Regions from separate parts of the Rattus norvegicus genome. Here region 1 is linked to region 2. The links are chromatin contacts, called in public Hi-C maps. All regions are on one chromosome and are shown on one strand. Each heading gives the region's core, a stretch centred on a gene start, on an enhancer-like site or on the middle of the called end of the contact. The rest is flanking DNA. Distances are from core to core; before and after follow the strand shown. Region 1 holds the start of Gng13 (G protein subunit gamma 13). Region 2 overlaps Cacna1h (calcium voltage-gated channel subunit alpha1 H).

Region 1 (7,863 bases), core at 1,688-4,187, 320 kb after region 2:
GCACACAGATGTCCTGGGTCCTCTCTCCTGGGTTTACTACCCACCTGTCAGCTCTGTGTAGTTTCAGGAGTGACTGGCATGAGCCAACAGGTGGTACAGCAGGTCAGACAGTCTGCAGGCATAGCAGACATTCTCATTGGTGGCAATGAGAAGACCCCCAAAACCCATGTAGATAAGAGATCCTGCCATGGAGATCATGTATACCACAGATGCAGCAAACACAGGATGTACTTGCCCCCAAGACTCCTCTGTTGATAGCAGCACAATAAGGAATGATTACCTGACTACCCCTGGACTAGTCCTGACCACATGGCATGGTCAGTTAACTCCCCTACCCCAGCTGTGTTTCCACCTCACAGCTTTCAAGCAGCAAGGTTGTGTCTACACATGAGATAGGGAAGGAAGACCAGTTCTCATGATATGTACGCCACCATACGTTTATGAGAGAGGTGAGGCATGGGGAGAGGCCATGGACAAGAACAGGTTCTAGGGTTAGTATTTGACTGTTTCTGAGAAGTCATTGGCCAGATCTGGCTTCAGGCACAAGACAGGGTCTCTGTGTAGAAGCATCCAAGAGTTCAAGGCTAAGACAGTGGACAAGCCAGGTGACAAGCACAGAGGCTCCTGAAGACATTCTAGCCACCCAGGGATCTGGAGCCTGGACTCTCCTCCCATGCTAACCAGCAGCTAAACATGTGAGGCATCCCTTGACCCTCATTCCTGGCTCAGGCACAGAATCAGGACTAGAGGGACACGTGAGGGATGACTGTCTGTGGAGATACCCTCCCACTAGAATAGAATAGATGCCCAGAAATCATAGAAGATGATGTGTACAGACTTTGTCCTGAGAGCACTCCTGGTGATAAAGGAAGTGGACCTTAGCATTACAACATGAGAGGGGCCCAAAGCTAGGCTCCAGCTTTCTTGGTTGGGGTGTGGCCATGCCTCACTCCTCTTGCAGCAGCAGGTGAGGCCTATGGCTTCCACTAAGAGCTACCACGCAGGCAAGTGCACAGGTACCACAAACAGTTCAGGTGGGAGGAAGGTGGTTCCGGGCAGAGCACACAGCAGTTTCATCTCTCCTCCCTCAACACGGGATGCCAGCGGACCATTCCCACTCATGAGGCTCCACACATGACCTCACCGTCTGCATACCCTATGCTGCCCAGACCACACCACATCTGTTAGATGCTATCCTTATCTTTAGGGAGAGACCATGCCCATGGACCCCACCCTAGGTGGCAGGAGAGGTGCAAAACACAGAAACATCCCCCCTGGAATCACTGGAACTGTACGGCCTTCAGCTGAACAACGTTGCCTGTTTTGGGAGCGTACCTGAGTTGATGCTCTGCCATTCCCCTTGGTGCTGAGGTTCAGGGCTCAGCGCCCTGACACAATCTGCTGCTATTCACAGAGAGCAAGCATCTGGAGTGGCGGTCGCTGCTCTTCCAGTGATGACGACCCCAGTCCTTGGGCAGGAACCACAGTGTCAGATGGATACATACTGCATCACCACTAGGTGTGGGTTTTGCCTTTGCATCCTCCCAGTACCTACTCCTGCCTCCAAGTTAGGCAGGATCCTCCCTCTGTCTCTGTCTGTCTCTCTGTCTCTGTCTCTCGGATCTTGAAGTGTAGCTTATGCTAGCCTTGAACTTCAGGCCTCAGCCTCCCAAGCGCCAGACTGCACACAAGCACCTCCATGCCCAACTTGCAGAGTTGTTAGCCAAGAGATGCCCTGGGGTTGGGGATTTGGCTCAGTGGTAGAGCGCTTGCCTAGCAAGTGCAAGGCCCTGGGTTTGGACCCCAGCTCCGGAAAAAAAAAAAAAAAAAAAAAAAAAAAAAGCAAAGAGATGCCCATGTCTTCAGCAGGCCTTTCTCTGAAGCATGATCCTCAGCTCACCATAACTATCTGGTACCCAGGACTTCAGTCAACCCAGTTAAGAAGTACGCTTCCTGGGGCTGGGGATTTAGCTCAGTTGTAGAGCGCTTACCTAGGAAGCGCAAGGCCCTGGGTTCGGTCCCCAGCTCCGAAAAAAAGAACCAAAAAAAAAAAAAAAAAAAAAAAAAAAAAAAGAAGTACGCTTCCTAAGACAGGGGCATAGAGTCTGTGTCCCTAAGCTAGGGTCAGCTGTCTCCAGAGGTGAAATTGGACAAGAGCTACCTAGATGGGTCTTCCCTGGTCTTTTCCTCTTGTCTGTACATGTGGTGTGTACTCATGTGTGTATGTGTTTGGGGGAGGTGTGTGTACATATGCCCATCCACGTGTATGGATATATTTGTGTGCAGACCTGAGGATGACATTAGAAATCTTCCTCAATTGCTCTTCAATAGTTCACTGAGGCAGGGTCTCTCAATTGAACCCAGGGTTCACCAGTACAATTAGTCTGGCTAGCCAGCTTGCTCCAGAGATCCTCTGTGTCTCAGCCACTGCTCCACCGCTCTGAAGAGACACCAGAACTGAGACAGTTCTTATAAGAGAAAACATTTAACTTAAGCTTAAGCTAAACATTTAAATTAAGCTTACAGTTTCTGAGGGTTAGTCCACCCTCATCATGGCAGGAAGCAGACAAGCATGTTGATAGCTGAGAGCTTTGACATCTTGATCCACAGATAGCAGGCAGAGAGGGGAGGGAGGGCCTGGAATGGGTTTTTTGAACCTTCAAAGCTCACACACCTCCTCCAATAAGGCCACACCTACTAATCCTTCCCAAATAGTTCATCAGCTGCAGACTAAGCATATATGAGGGCCATTCTTTTTTTTTTTTTTTTTTTTTTTTTTTTTTTGGTTCTTTTTTTCGGAGCTGGGGACCGAACCCAGGGCCTTGCGCTTCCTAGGTAAGTGCTCTACCACTGAGCTAAATCCCCAGCCCTATGAGGGCCATTCTTATGCAAACCTCATTCTCTCTCTCTACCTTAAAAGTACTGGAGTTACTGAACAGCTACTACACCCACCAGCATTTATGTGGGCGCTGGGGATCCACACTCACATCCTCACACTTACAAGTAAGAGTTTTAATCACTGAGCCGTCTCCCCAACATGGCATCGCTCCTTGTAGCTGTCTGGATTATTTTTGAAAAACACTTCCAGGCTTTCTAAGATACTATTTTTAAAATGTCTGTTAGGAGCTGTTGAAGAGAAACAGCATTTTCCCAATCCCAATTGGCTTCTGTGGCCTACAGGAATAAGAATAAACTTAACGTGCTGTTACCATCCTGTCCAACAGCCCCTCCCCCAAGGCTGAAAGGCCCCTCCCCTGGCTCAGGCTCTGTTCTCCCAGAAAAAAGGGTTCTACAGATTCTAACAGCCTTCAGGCTCAACTACCTGTAGGTAAATGGCCAACTAGCATTCTTTCTCCTTGGCTTGGGCACAGCCTGACCTTTGTCCTTTTATTTGTGAGAGAATCAGTCATCTGGAGTTAGGGGTTGTCTTCTGCATGGAGCTTCTGAAATGCCTCCTTGTCCAGTTTATCCACCACTGCTGTCACCACTCCTGGAGACCTAAGGATAAAGCAGTCAGTCCAGCCCAGGCTACCCCAGAGTCATCAGAGTGGGCTCCAGTCATGACTGGGCTAGGACAAGGTCTCTTCTCCTATTAGGAGCTCTCTAGCCAGAGGAGGCCATTTCTAGGCCAGTGGAAGGAACCCTGTGTGTGCTCACCCAACGGCCCAGTTAATGTCCTAATTTCATAAAGGAGCCCAAGGGATGACAGCTCACACTTGTTGATCAGCAGTGAATTATTTCCTGAAAGTCCTCCTTCCATCTGGAAGACCCAAACTGGGGGCAGGATTTGTTTTCCTTAGAGATAGAGAATCTCACTATAGAGCCCTGGCTGGCCTGGAACTCACTGTCTAGACCAGAATGCCCTGGAACTCAAAGAGATCCTCCTGCCTTCCAAGTACTAGGAGTAAAAGTACCTTACAAACCTTTTGTATCCTGTTACCACTGTGTTCTAGCATCAAGACCCCACCACACTGCATCCTGCTTGAGAGGACTGGGATGGACATTTAGGGAGAAGTTTCAAGTCCAGCTTGGGTAGGAGGGTGGGAACTAAGGAGTCATGGGATCCTTGTTTCAGCCCTGACAGGGACTTACAGTTTCAGAACGCAGAGTGTCTTTGGGGTTTTTTTGTTTGTTTGTTTTTATGATGGATTCTTGATGTTTCTGAGACAGGGTCTCACTGTAACTTTAGCTGACCTGGAACTCACTATGCAAACCAGGCTGGCCTAAAATTCAGAGATCCCCTGCCTCCCAAGTGCTTGGATTAAAGGACCTACCACACCTGGCTAACATGTGGGTCCCTGTGATGGGTCCTCCTCAAATGGGAGCACCTGGGCTGGGGGCATGGCCCATTGGCCCTACCTGCGCTGATGCTCCTGCTGGAGCCCAACCGTCCATGCACCCTGAGACGCACCCAGCCTCCATTGTGGAGGGAGGAGGACCCTCTCAGTAGGGATCCAAGACCTGACTACCTCTAGGACCTGTTGTTGCTCCAGGACTCACTCCCTTGTCTTGATCATCCCCTGACTGACTTCTCTGAGCCTAATAAATTACACAAAGCCTGGGTCCAGAACCTTGGGGCTGAGTTGGGAGACACTGAAGCAGGCTGGTCCGACTACCTACTGTCTCAGCAATAGGAGCTCCCCCAGCCCTGGAGCCCACCTGAGGGCTGATCGTCCCACTGGAGTGCAGTTAGTAACACTGCCTCATCCCAGTGAATGCAGGCACCCTGGGGCCTTCTGGAGGTCACCTAGTCCTTCAGCCTCTTGAGGGACCGGTCCCTTCCTCCCTATTGTCACCATGCTCTGGTGGCTCTCCCAGCTTTTCTCCTGCCACAGAGACACTCATGGAAGCCTAGTTCAGGGCTGGGGAGGCATGAGGAGGGAGGGTGAGCTCAGGTCCCAGAAGAGAGGACAGCCCTCCACCCTACCAGGAAGAGCAACATCTGCCCTGAGGTCTGGCACCATTAACCTTAAGCTCCCCCAGCCCCCAAATCCATAAGTAATCTCTCTGCACCCCAGCGTGCCCCAGTTCCAGAGATGCCTCCTGATCTAACCACATGTTGATGCGCATCAGGGACCAGGGAATCATGGTGACCCCATTTCACGGAACAACACCAGGGAAGCCTGCTGTGTGACTGATGGTCCTGAGAGTCCAAGGGACAGGGACCTTGTCTGTTCTTTGATCATACCTGCAGGGTTCCAGGCCATCTCCTGGGTAGGGTGGGCTCTGAACTGTTTCGGTTCCTCTAACTCTGACCTATCCTGTTGTCTAGGTAAGAGCAGAATAGTTACTCAACACACCTCCAGCCCACAGAGGACCCAGAATACTCAGCAAGGCCCTGGCCTGGCCTCCCAGGACAGGCTTGCCTTTACGGAGCCCCAACCTGGTCTGCCCCTCCCCCAGAGACTGCTGTTGCTGCCTGAGGCCCCCAGTCTAGGTTGCAGCCTGCAGCCTTCGTCATATGAAGGTCCCCAGAGCATAGCTCCCTCAAGAGTTTGTGAGTTGTACCTCTGACAGTGACGCTGGGAAGCAAGCTAGAGGGAGGAGATGCTCTGGGAAGTTGAAGGCAGGGCTAGCGCATTACAGAGTCTCTGAGGAAGAGGGAGTTGGCTATGACACAGGGCCTAAAATCCTGTGGCTGAGGAAGTACTCTTCTTCTACAGGAGTCCCAAAGGCCATCCTGCATCAGCTAAGAAACTGGTCTACTCACCCCTAAAGCACTGTTTTGCAGAACCCATGGCTGGATATGGCATGGGAGCCTCAGGTGTGGAAGGTTACTCATCTCCAGCTTTGGGCAGATTAAACGTTAGCTGTTTTGAAGTCAGTGCCTGGGAATGGGGAAGGCGCCAGAAAGTGGGAGTGCTAGGTAGGGGGAAGGGCTGAACCCCTTCCAAGAGAGGCTAGTGTTCTGGAATTTTGCGGTATGTTTCCTAGCCTACCATAAGTGGACAAGAAGGTCGCTTGCACCTGATAGGCTGCAAAGACCACAGTGGGAAAGTGTTCTGCTCCCCCACCCCTTTCCCAGCTGGCTGGTAGCATAGGAGGGCCGTAACCAGCGATGCCTCATTGGGTGAGGCATATTTTGCCCTTTAGGGCTCTGGTCCCAGTAAATATTACAAGATTGTCGAACTGGGCTGCCAGCAGTTCTAGCTGACCCAGGAGAGACGGGACTAGCCCTCACTGCTGCATGTCCCACCCCAGGGGAGACCTGCTGTAAGAGCAGCCAAGGGAGCTCTTGGGGTCAGCCCAACCCTGTGAAGGCGGTACCAAGGCCCCAGGTGGCAAGAGTGGGCGGGGCAGCTGCCTAGGCTCCCCGGACTCGGTCAGCCCAGCCTCACTCCACAGATCCTTCGGCCCTTGTCATCTCTGCTTTTGCTGTCTCCTTCAAAAGTAAGTCCAATGAACAGAACCCTCACACTGTGGAGCGAACAGACTCCAGGGCTCTAGGGCTTGACCAGGTAGGGTCCCTTAGGTTAATTCTAACTCCTGGGACCAGGGCAACTGCCTCTGGGCCTCAGGGGCGGGGCGGCCGACAGATCGAGTCCAGCGGCGCAGGAGCCATCGCTGCGCGACGGGGGCGCGTCTGTCCTGCGCCGTGCGCGCCGCCCGCAGTGCCCGTGTGCGCCGCCGTGCGCCTGGCCGGGGGCGTCTCGGGGTGCACCGGTGGCCGGGCTCCGGCGGCGGCAGCAGCGCAGGTAGGGCCAGTGGTGGGCCATGCCCCCAGCCCAGGTGCTCCCATTTGTGGAGGACCCGCAAGCGATCCTCCGCCCACGTGCCTGTCGGCGTGCGGGGCGCGGGAGAACCTGGCAGGGTGGGGCACCGTAACTTGGGGTCTCTGGGAAAGGTACTCTGCAGGAGGCCCCCCACACCCAGGAATACTAGCCCACCCAACCTCTCACCGGTTCCTTGTGAGCCCTGCCAAGACCTCTTAAGAATGGGCCACTCTAAAGGCTGTACCATCGCTAGGTCCCAGACTCTCCCCAAGGCCGCCTCAGCTGCAGTATCCCGGGATAGAGGCTTTGCCCGGAAGTGTCCGGCACTCGGTGCCAGACCCCTCTCAAGGTCGTGGAAGCTGTGATTGGAGGGAGAACCAGAGACTTGGTCTTTTGGAATGCACCTAGATAGGGAGGGGTAAAGGGAGGCCCGCTGTTCTGCCCAAACTGACAGTTCTTCCTGGTCAGGTCTGTGACTGGTGATTGGTGACTGGGTCTGGAAAACACTGGCCTCAGGAGGCTACCCACCTCCCAAGTCCTGGGCTTGCTGAAAGGCCCGTGTCCTCAGACCTTCTGCACATACCCCACCCTACATGCAAATTGCAGCCAAATCCAGCCCCATGATTAACTTGGCCTCTTTACCCATGCAAAACAGGCATCCAAGAGGGCCAGGCAGCACCTCAGGGCCCTCATCCCGCCCAGGGTCTAGTTAGAAGTAGGTATGGAAGGAGGATGGGGGTTGCTCTGGATACTCAGGAGTCCATTTTTTTTTAGTCTCCCTAGGCAGGAATGAGTCTGTCCTCCAAATCCAGGGCTGGGCCTTCTCAGGCTCATTTGCCCAGTCAAGAACGGAAAGTTTGCAGCTAATCAGCCCCACTGGGTAGAGAAGGCCCAGGGGCCTTGTTAGTGCATCCCTGTGGTACTGTCCAGGCCCTTCGCCGACATCATGACTGCAGACCTCAGGAAGGGCCAATGGGCAGCAGGTTCCTCCAGCATCTCCCTCTGTCCTGGGGCTGAGGGTAGGGAGAGAGGTAGAGGCGGAAGTGGGGGTAGGGGTTGGGTGGGGGCTGCAGGACCAGCACTTTTGCTTCTCCCACCCACCAGCCTCAGGCTGGCTACCTCCGACGCCCCCGACGCCATGGAGGAGTGG
Region 2 (7,343 bases), core at 574-3,073:
CATTTGTCCGGGGCTCCTGTGAGGTCTCAGGGGTGGAGCAGGATGTGATGATTGAAGAAGGTTTCTCTTTCTTCCCTGAGGCTGTTGCCATGCCGACAGGCTGATAATAAGGTGAGGAGGAACCTGGAGACCCAATTAGGGCAAAGGCAGAGGGGATCCCCAGCCCAGCTCCATTTCCATCAGCCCTGGCCCAGCCACCCATTCCTGTACTGTACTGCCGGTCTCACAATTCGAGAATGTGTGTTGAGCATCTTATTTAGGTCTGGGATTTGGAAACAAAGATGGGGGTGACAGGAGGGGTCAGGACAAGACAGTCCTGTTGGGGTCATCAGAGTGATCCCACACAAGGAGCGCAGGCACACGTGGCAGCTTCCTTTCCTCTGCTCCTCCTTGAGGGACATAGTGTGTCCCTCATCAGACCCCTGTACTTGGGCCAGCTGGTCTGACCCAGAGCTTCCCAGAAGTGGACTGCTGAGTGTGTGCGGGTCTGTCCCAGCTACCACAGGACCAGCTATGCCTCCACCTAGGTCCTTGCTAAGGCTGGGGGGATGTGCAGCTTTTATCTAAGGTCACCTGGGTCTCGATCTCTCAGGAGGCCAGGAGGCATCCAGAGCCGAGACAAGTGGGCTGTTACCAGATGCCCAGGGTTCAGTACACCTGTGGCAGTTACCTGAAGATGGCCTAGCTCCACGGAGCTCAGAGCCTGCCCTTGGGATAGGTGGAGGGGAACAGGTGGGGTAGTTGACCAGTGCATCGCCTCTGTCCAAAGCTCAGATCTTGGGGGGTGGAGGGACCTTGGCCATGTCCTCCCTTCGCTAGCCTTTCTAACCGCCCCCTCCATTGCCTAGCGGACCTGCTTCCTTCTCTCCATTCCCGTTCTATGAGACCTTTTTCCTTTATCCCCACCCCCATGGCCGACCAGGGAACATGGCCTGGGAGCCTGGGCCTAGGCCTGCGTGACTCACAGCAGGCTGGGCTGAGCTGGGGCTGGGGGTGGGGGTGGGGAGTGAGGGCAGCGGACCAAACATGGAGCTGTTTGTTCTCCAGCTGCCTGCTCTGCTCGGGGTCACCCAGGGGAAGGGTGGGGGCAGGCTGTCTGTGGGAGAATACTTCCTCCTGAAGCCAGGGTATGGGAGCCACTCCCCACTAGAGCCCCTCAAATGGGGAGGACAGGTCACTATGAGTACTCAACTCTAGCCGCCAGAACATTCCGGTTCATCCTCATCCTCCCCTGTGCCCTGTGAGGCACTCTGCTCTCCCAGTCCCTTATTAACAACCGTGGTGAGCTGACATCCCCATGGCCAGGGTGATGTACAGCAGTCCCACCCCCGGCTCATTGATCTGGCCCTAGATAAAGTGTGTGCTTGGTCAGCCACAGGGGCAGGACGTACAGTGGGGCACCCAGAACGGGGCTCGGCGTGTACCCATACGCCCACGTGTAAACTACTATCCGTTCTAGTGTACTGCACATGTTGCAAACACACACAACAGGGGCCCCTGTACTGCAAATGTAAACACACCCTATGAGGTCTTCAAAGGAGGGCAGGACCCCAGGTCTTCCCGGGCCAAGCCCTCCCTATCTGCAGAGACTGACATGGTGGAGCCTGGCTGAGTGCTTGCCAATGGCTCTAATTGTGCAGTTTTTAAAGCCATGCTAATTAGAAAGTGCGCTAATGTCTCTGCTTAGCTCTTAATAAAGAGCTTGATTCGGGATCTTTTCAAGGGATAATTGAGTGGAAAAGTGCCTGATCCCACCCCTCTAGTCCCTGTGCCTGCAGGAAGGCAGGCTGTGTAGGCGAGAAACCTCACCCAGACTGTGCCAGCCACTTGGTGGCAGCACGTAACCTCCCCCACCCAAATCCCACGAGGAGAGGGGGAGGAGGGGGGTGCTGCTTGGAAGAGGAACCTGTTTCCTACATTCTCAGGCGCTCCTAGCTACTCCTCACTGAGGACCAGTCATAGTGGCAGCCCCTCCCCACCAGCTGCTCCTCAAACAATTCCTCCAACCCCACTCAAGTTTAATCCTGGGAGAAGGTGAGAGGGTGAGCTTGACCTCTGCCCAACAGGATCCCCAAAAGCATTCTGCACAACCCGCTCCAATAGTCCTGGAAGGGAAAGACGGAAGGCAGACAAAAACCAGAGCAAGGTGATTCCTGGGAGAGAGGACTGCTGGCCCACAGGACGGGCTTTCAGGGACCTCTTTGCTGGAATTCTCTGGGCCAGAAATAACTGCCTGGGCCTCGCTGCACAGCTGCCTGAAGCTCAAATTAGTGACCCAAGGGGATTGGACACTCCTTCCATGGGAACATGGCCTGGTACTCTTCCCTTCCCCCAACCCCCAGGGTCTGGCTCCTTTCCTCAGGAGAATCCTGGAGCCCATCTGGATGGGGCCCCCATGTAGCTTCTGATCTCCATGGCTAGTTAGTATGGATAGAGGCCAGCCTGGGAGAGCACAGAGCCCTTCTTTGGGACCCAGAACTGACTATTGTAGCCCTGTGGGAACCTTCAGTGTCTGAGGTTGACTCAAGGGAAGGGTCACAGGGCATCTCTTCAGTATGCAGTTTTGCCCCTTCATGCCTAGGCTGCTCTGCCCAGGATTCTGCCTCAGTCCTGTGTCTCTACTGCCATGCCTTACCTAGCTCCACATAGCACTCACTGAGGATGAAGAGAGTTATACTGGGAGGAGCCACTACCAGCCATGTTTTTGCCACCAACAAAGGGCCCCGAAGCCACGCCTCTCTCATGTCCCCACCACATGCACTCAGCACATAGCAGATCCTCTAGGTTCTCTGAGGATCAGGAGACTTTATCTGTCCCTCAAGGGATGGAGGGTCTGAGTGGTCTATGTGAGCAGGTGCAGGTGAGGGGTGGCAGCCTTTCTGGGTGGGCCTCGGTGCCCCAGTCCACGTGGCTGGGCCCTTCTCTTTTCTACACACTGCTGGGGACATTACCATCTCCACCTTCCTGAGAAAACCCGACTTATACTTGTGATCTGAGGTGTGTGTATGTTGACTGCTGCAAACACAAATCTGGGCCGACCTGGGAGCTGGGTTCCCAAGGCATACTGGGAAAGGGGACAGGTAGGGCACCTTGTGGCATAATGGCTAGCATTCATGGGAAACCACGAACCCTGCAGCAGGCTGTGTTCCAACTGGGTCCTTGACCCCCACCCCCAATCCATCTATGCAAAGCCTGGCTATCCCTACCACTGTTGCCTGGCAACCGGGTATTTATTTAAAAGGGAAACCTCACAGCAATGCCTACCACCAGCCTGCTCTCCCAGCCTGCCGTAACCTCCCCCCCTTCTCTCTGACTCCCACACTCTCGGAGACATACTCCTTTGCCTGTACCTGGGCCCCAAGTCCATCCTAATCCTGCCATTCACTTTCCTGAAACCCTAAAAGCACTGGGGGACAGTGGACAACACTTCAGTAATTGTACTTTTCTAGCAGGGTTGGGGACAGCTGCTCTGTTCACAGATCTTGCCAGTCTGCAGGGCTCAAAAGCGTCCTGCACCTAGGACTGCCTGGCCACAATTTATGGGCACCGATGTACAAGGTCCCAGGTTTCTGTATGTCAATGAGGCAGGGCCTCCTGAGCTGCTAGGCCACAGGGAGCTCTATATAGAGGCTATGGCCAGAGCAGATGTGGACAGACCTCAAGGCCCAATAGGAGGCTTACACCCCAGTACAGAACCTTCAAGTTCCAGGTATCGGTGGTAAGTTAGGCACCTTCCCTCCCGAGGACACCTAAGCCCTAGTTGGATGCTGGAGGACACTGAATATATGCTGTTAGATGCTGTCCAGCCTCTACCTGTCAGGCCTCCAGTCCATGCAGAATCCTGGAATCCCCCTAACTCTTGAAGCTTCCTGTAAAAAGAAAACCTGTTCTCCCGCCTAGATGTGTCTGACAGGCTGCCAGACAGTTCCCCTCCTCTCAATGGACACACAGAAGCATCAAAGCGGGGGGAAGCCCCCATTTCTGTCATCTCTGGGTCCTCCAGGGAAGCCCTGCCCTGAGCAGACCTCAGTTAGGCTGACCCTCACCACACGCCCCCTCCATACCAAGCCTCACACAGTTTTCTTACATCTACACGGGGCCTGACCTATATCCCTAAGGCTGTGAATGAGCTAACTGGCTTTGGCCTTGTCCCTGTCCTCCCTCCACCAGCGGCCATGTTATTAATAGTGGTGACATTTTAAAAGGATGGCCCAGACCACTCCCTCCCCGGAAAATCTGATTTCAAAGTGAAACTTGCTGGACCTTGGTTTCTCAAGGCTGCTGCTTCATCCCCGAGACCCTGGCATCCTGCTACCTGGGTGTCAGCCCCAGCATGACATTTATACGCTGAGAAGGGTCTCAGAGGCTCTGCCCCAAAGTTCAGAACCATAAGCCCTGCTCTTCCCTCCCTGGGAAGCCACTGTCCATGTGCCAAGCTGGTTGGGCCAAGATGGCCCATACACCTGCTTCAGCTGTGACCCAGAGGTGGGTGAAGTACATGGTACGGAGGAGTCCCACAAAGTGGAAGGGGGGGGCTTGCTGGTCCCGGGAACTTTCATACAATTTATGTTTTAGTCTGGAGGCTGGAAACCAAGATGACGGTTACAGGCAAGGTTTTAGGCCACAGGCAGCTGACTCCTGTGTCCATAAATGGCAGAGATCCTGTACACAGGTGACTCTAAGCACCCTTACCCCTCATAACCACATCTGATCAGATAACACAACCCACAAAGGCCCCAGCGTCTGCTTCTAACATACTACTGGGATGTTACGATAGCTGAACTAAAGGGAAAATAAGCACTCGGTCCATGGCTAACGGTCAGTTAACCTTGGAAGGCCAGTCCCTGTCAGGTAGAATAAGAATATGGGCTAGATCGAGGACCAAGAACTTGAGACATGTGGACAGGGGGTCTTCAGGGAATGAACAGAAGGATGGTTCAAAGCCTTTCTTTGTTTACCAGCACAGGTCCTCATGGGAAGAAATCAGGGCACACACAGATCATATGAGGGCGGCGGTGTGAGAACACAGGAAGTAGACACCATGCACACAAGCTGGCATAGAATTTATGTGACAGGCCCTGTAGATGTAACCTGTTCTGGTGGAAACACTGATACTCTGGGTATCTCGTATCTGCCAGGTCACTGACGGGCCTGGCTGAGCACCCATCGGTGAATGTCGCTCTTTGGCCTCTGCCCCAGAGAACAGGGTCACAGACAGTCCTTGTGCTCAGAGTATATGGGCTGGCCACACCCTGCAGGGACAGGTCCTTCTAGGCCCACACCAACTTGCCTAGACTAAGGAACAGCCAAACTCATGGGCAGGGTGGGACAACATAGAAACAACATAGACAATCACAGCTATGCCATGTGTTTGCACCCCAAGTCAGTGGCGGCTACCCGCCAGGCACTAATTGCAGCTCCATGTGGCTTGCCCGAGGAACAGTCGGGGCAGCTCCAGCACAAATATTTCAAACCACACGGTATTTGTGTTTAATGGGATGAAATTCTTTAAGCCCAGAACCCAGCTGAGCCATTACGCCAGCCAATTTACAGAGAAGTGGGAAGCGCCGTGCAGGAGCCTCACTGACATGGCTCAACCACATGACTGGAGAGGAAGCGGAGTCGGCTAAGCACAGCCCACCTCCTGACCCCGGAGGCTGATGCCACCTTGGTCTGGAAATGTTGCAGCCTGGGGACACAGGGTCAGGCAGAGCCAGTAGAACCCTGGGGGTGGGGAAGCAGTCACACTGGGAGCCTAACTGGGAGAACAGTGATCATGGCTGACCTGAGTCTGGTGTCAGTTAGATACTCAGCAGTGCCCCCTTCTTTCTGCTCAGGTAAACTCTACTCAGGAAGTCTTCCCTGGGAAAGGACCAGACTCCTCTGTTGCTCTCCCATCGCTGAGCAGCAAAATCCATCCATCAGGGGTACCTACTGTATGTCAGGGATGTGCTCCAAGTCCATGAACTGAGGGTCAACTGACAGAGGCTGGTCTCCATCAAGTGGGGGACAGTGAAGGACACACTCCTGATGGATAAGCAGATGTCACGCAGTGAGGGGAGGGAGCCTTGAAACCACTTGTGGACATTACCCATTGCCGTAGCCCTGTGACAGGATCAGTGCAGGGCTCTGTGCGTTCAAGTGATCATCCCACATAGAGGCTTTACAGTGCAAACACATAAGCAGATCTACTTAGGGACAAGGAGCCCACTGGGCCTCCTCAGAGCACCCCAGAGCTTCCTCCAACAGTGGGACAGGGACATGAGAAAGAGTCCTTATTCACAGTAGGGATTTACATCATGTGGGACCACAGACGTACAGTATAGTTTAAATGGATCACACATTAGGGCACAACACACAAGAGGGATATTTGGAATTATATGCACAGTTGTACATGTACCCACACACCTCCCTCTCCTCACTTCTCTCTCCACAGAAGGCCCCCAATACAGAGACAAGGCTACCCTACCGAAACTGTGACTGCCTTGTGGCTACCAGGAGCTAGGTGCCTCTCACTGGCTGCCTGCCTGCCTACCAGCCTGCTGACCACAGACCTAGACCCCAGGGAGTCTCCTAGCTTAGTGCCATACCAATTTGCTGGGCCTGGCTCCCATCCAACTACCCGTGTCTCAATCGATCCCCTAATAACTCGATCCATTATGTTGAAGCAGGATTCTTGGAAACAGGCAGGAAAAGGAAGCTCTGTGAACTGTCTGAGTCATTTTTTTTTAAACTAACAATGGGGCATCTCTCCCCTCCCCAGTGAGGCAAGCTGCACTGCCTCCGCGTGTTCTAGAAGGTTCTGTGTGATGTTTGGGGAGGTACTCAATATCCCTGCTGGGGGAGGTGGGTCAGGACAGCCTCTCACAGAGCATGGTCTCCCTAATGGAACTAACGAAGCCCCATTCCTTCTTCCTCTCAGGCTAGCCCTATACCAGCTTCCAAACCATCGAGGCTGGCTGGCCCTGTGGCTCTGGCTACCCATAGCTGGGGAATCCTGGTGCTATCCCCCTCCCTGGGAGCCAGGGAGACACCCCCCCCCACACACACACATGCAAATTTGAGGATGAGCTCAATTTACACTTGGTTGTGGGAGTGTGTTACTCATGGCGCCTCAGTTCCTCACAGTTGGTCTGTGCACTTCAGGGTCCAGCACCTAATAAAGGGGGAAGGAAAAGTGTGCCCAGCTCTCTCCCTGGCCTCAGAAGCCCACAGTCAGGGCTAAGAACCCAATATACAGAGGCAAGACACATGACCCATGTCCTGGGTGATTGGGGTGGGAGGGTGGTTCAGTCTCCAAAAAGACCATTCTCTGTGGTGTGGGAGTATGAATTCTTCCTCCC

What was found. A called contact is a pair of places that touch in the nucleus more often than the background predicts.
Region 1: a Hi-C map of Schwann cells shows a contact between it and region 2, with 2.9 times the contacts expected there. The contact joins two enhancer-like sites. A contact is called at or near these places in 4 of 12 Hi-C or Micro-C datasets (Schwann cells, frontal cortex, hepatocytes and 1 more).

The regions. Positions count from the first base shown.
Region 1 is chr10:15,239,349-15,247,211 of GRCr8, forward strand. Gng13 (G protein subunit gamma 13) reads left to right here and starts at 6,350. Exons shown (of 3, transcript NM_001135918.1): 1 at 6,350-6,390; 2 at 7,818-7,863. The coding sequence starts at 7,852. Within about 2 kb of position 2,938, at least 7 of the 93 cell types and tissues checked have an H3K27ac peak or open chromatin away from gene starts, as enhancers often do.
Region 2 is chr10:14,924,683-14,932,025 of GRCr8, forward strand. All of the region lies in intron 1 of Cacna1h (calcium voltage-gated channel subunit alpha1 H), which reads right to left. Among named protein-coding and RNA genes, the nearest start is that of Cacna1h, 24 kb to the right of the region's middle. Within about 2 kb of position 1,824, at least 20 of the 93 cell types and tissues checked have an H3K27ac peak or open chromatin away from gene starts, as enhancers often do.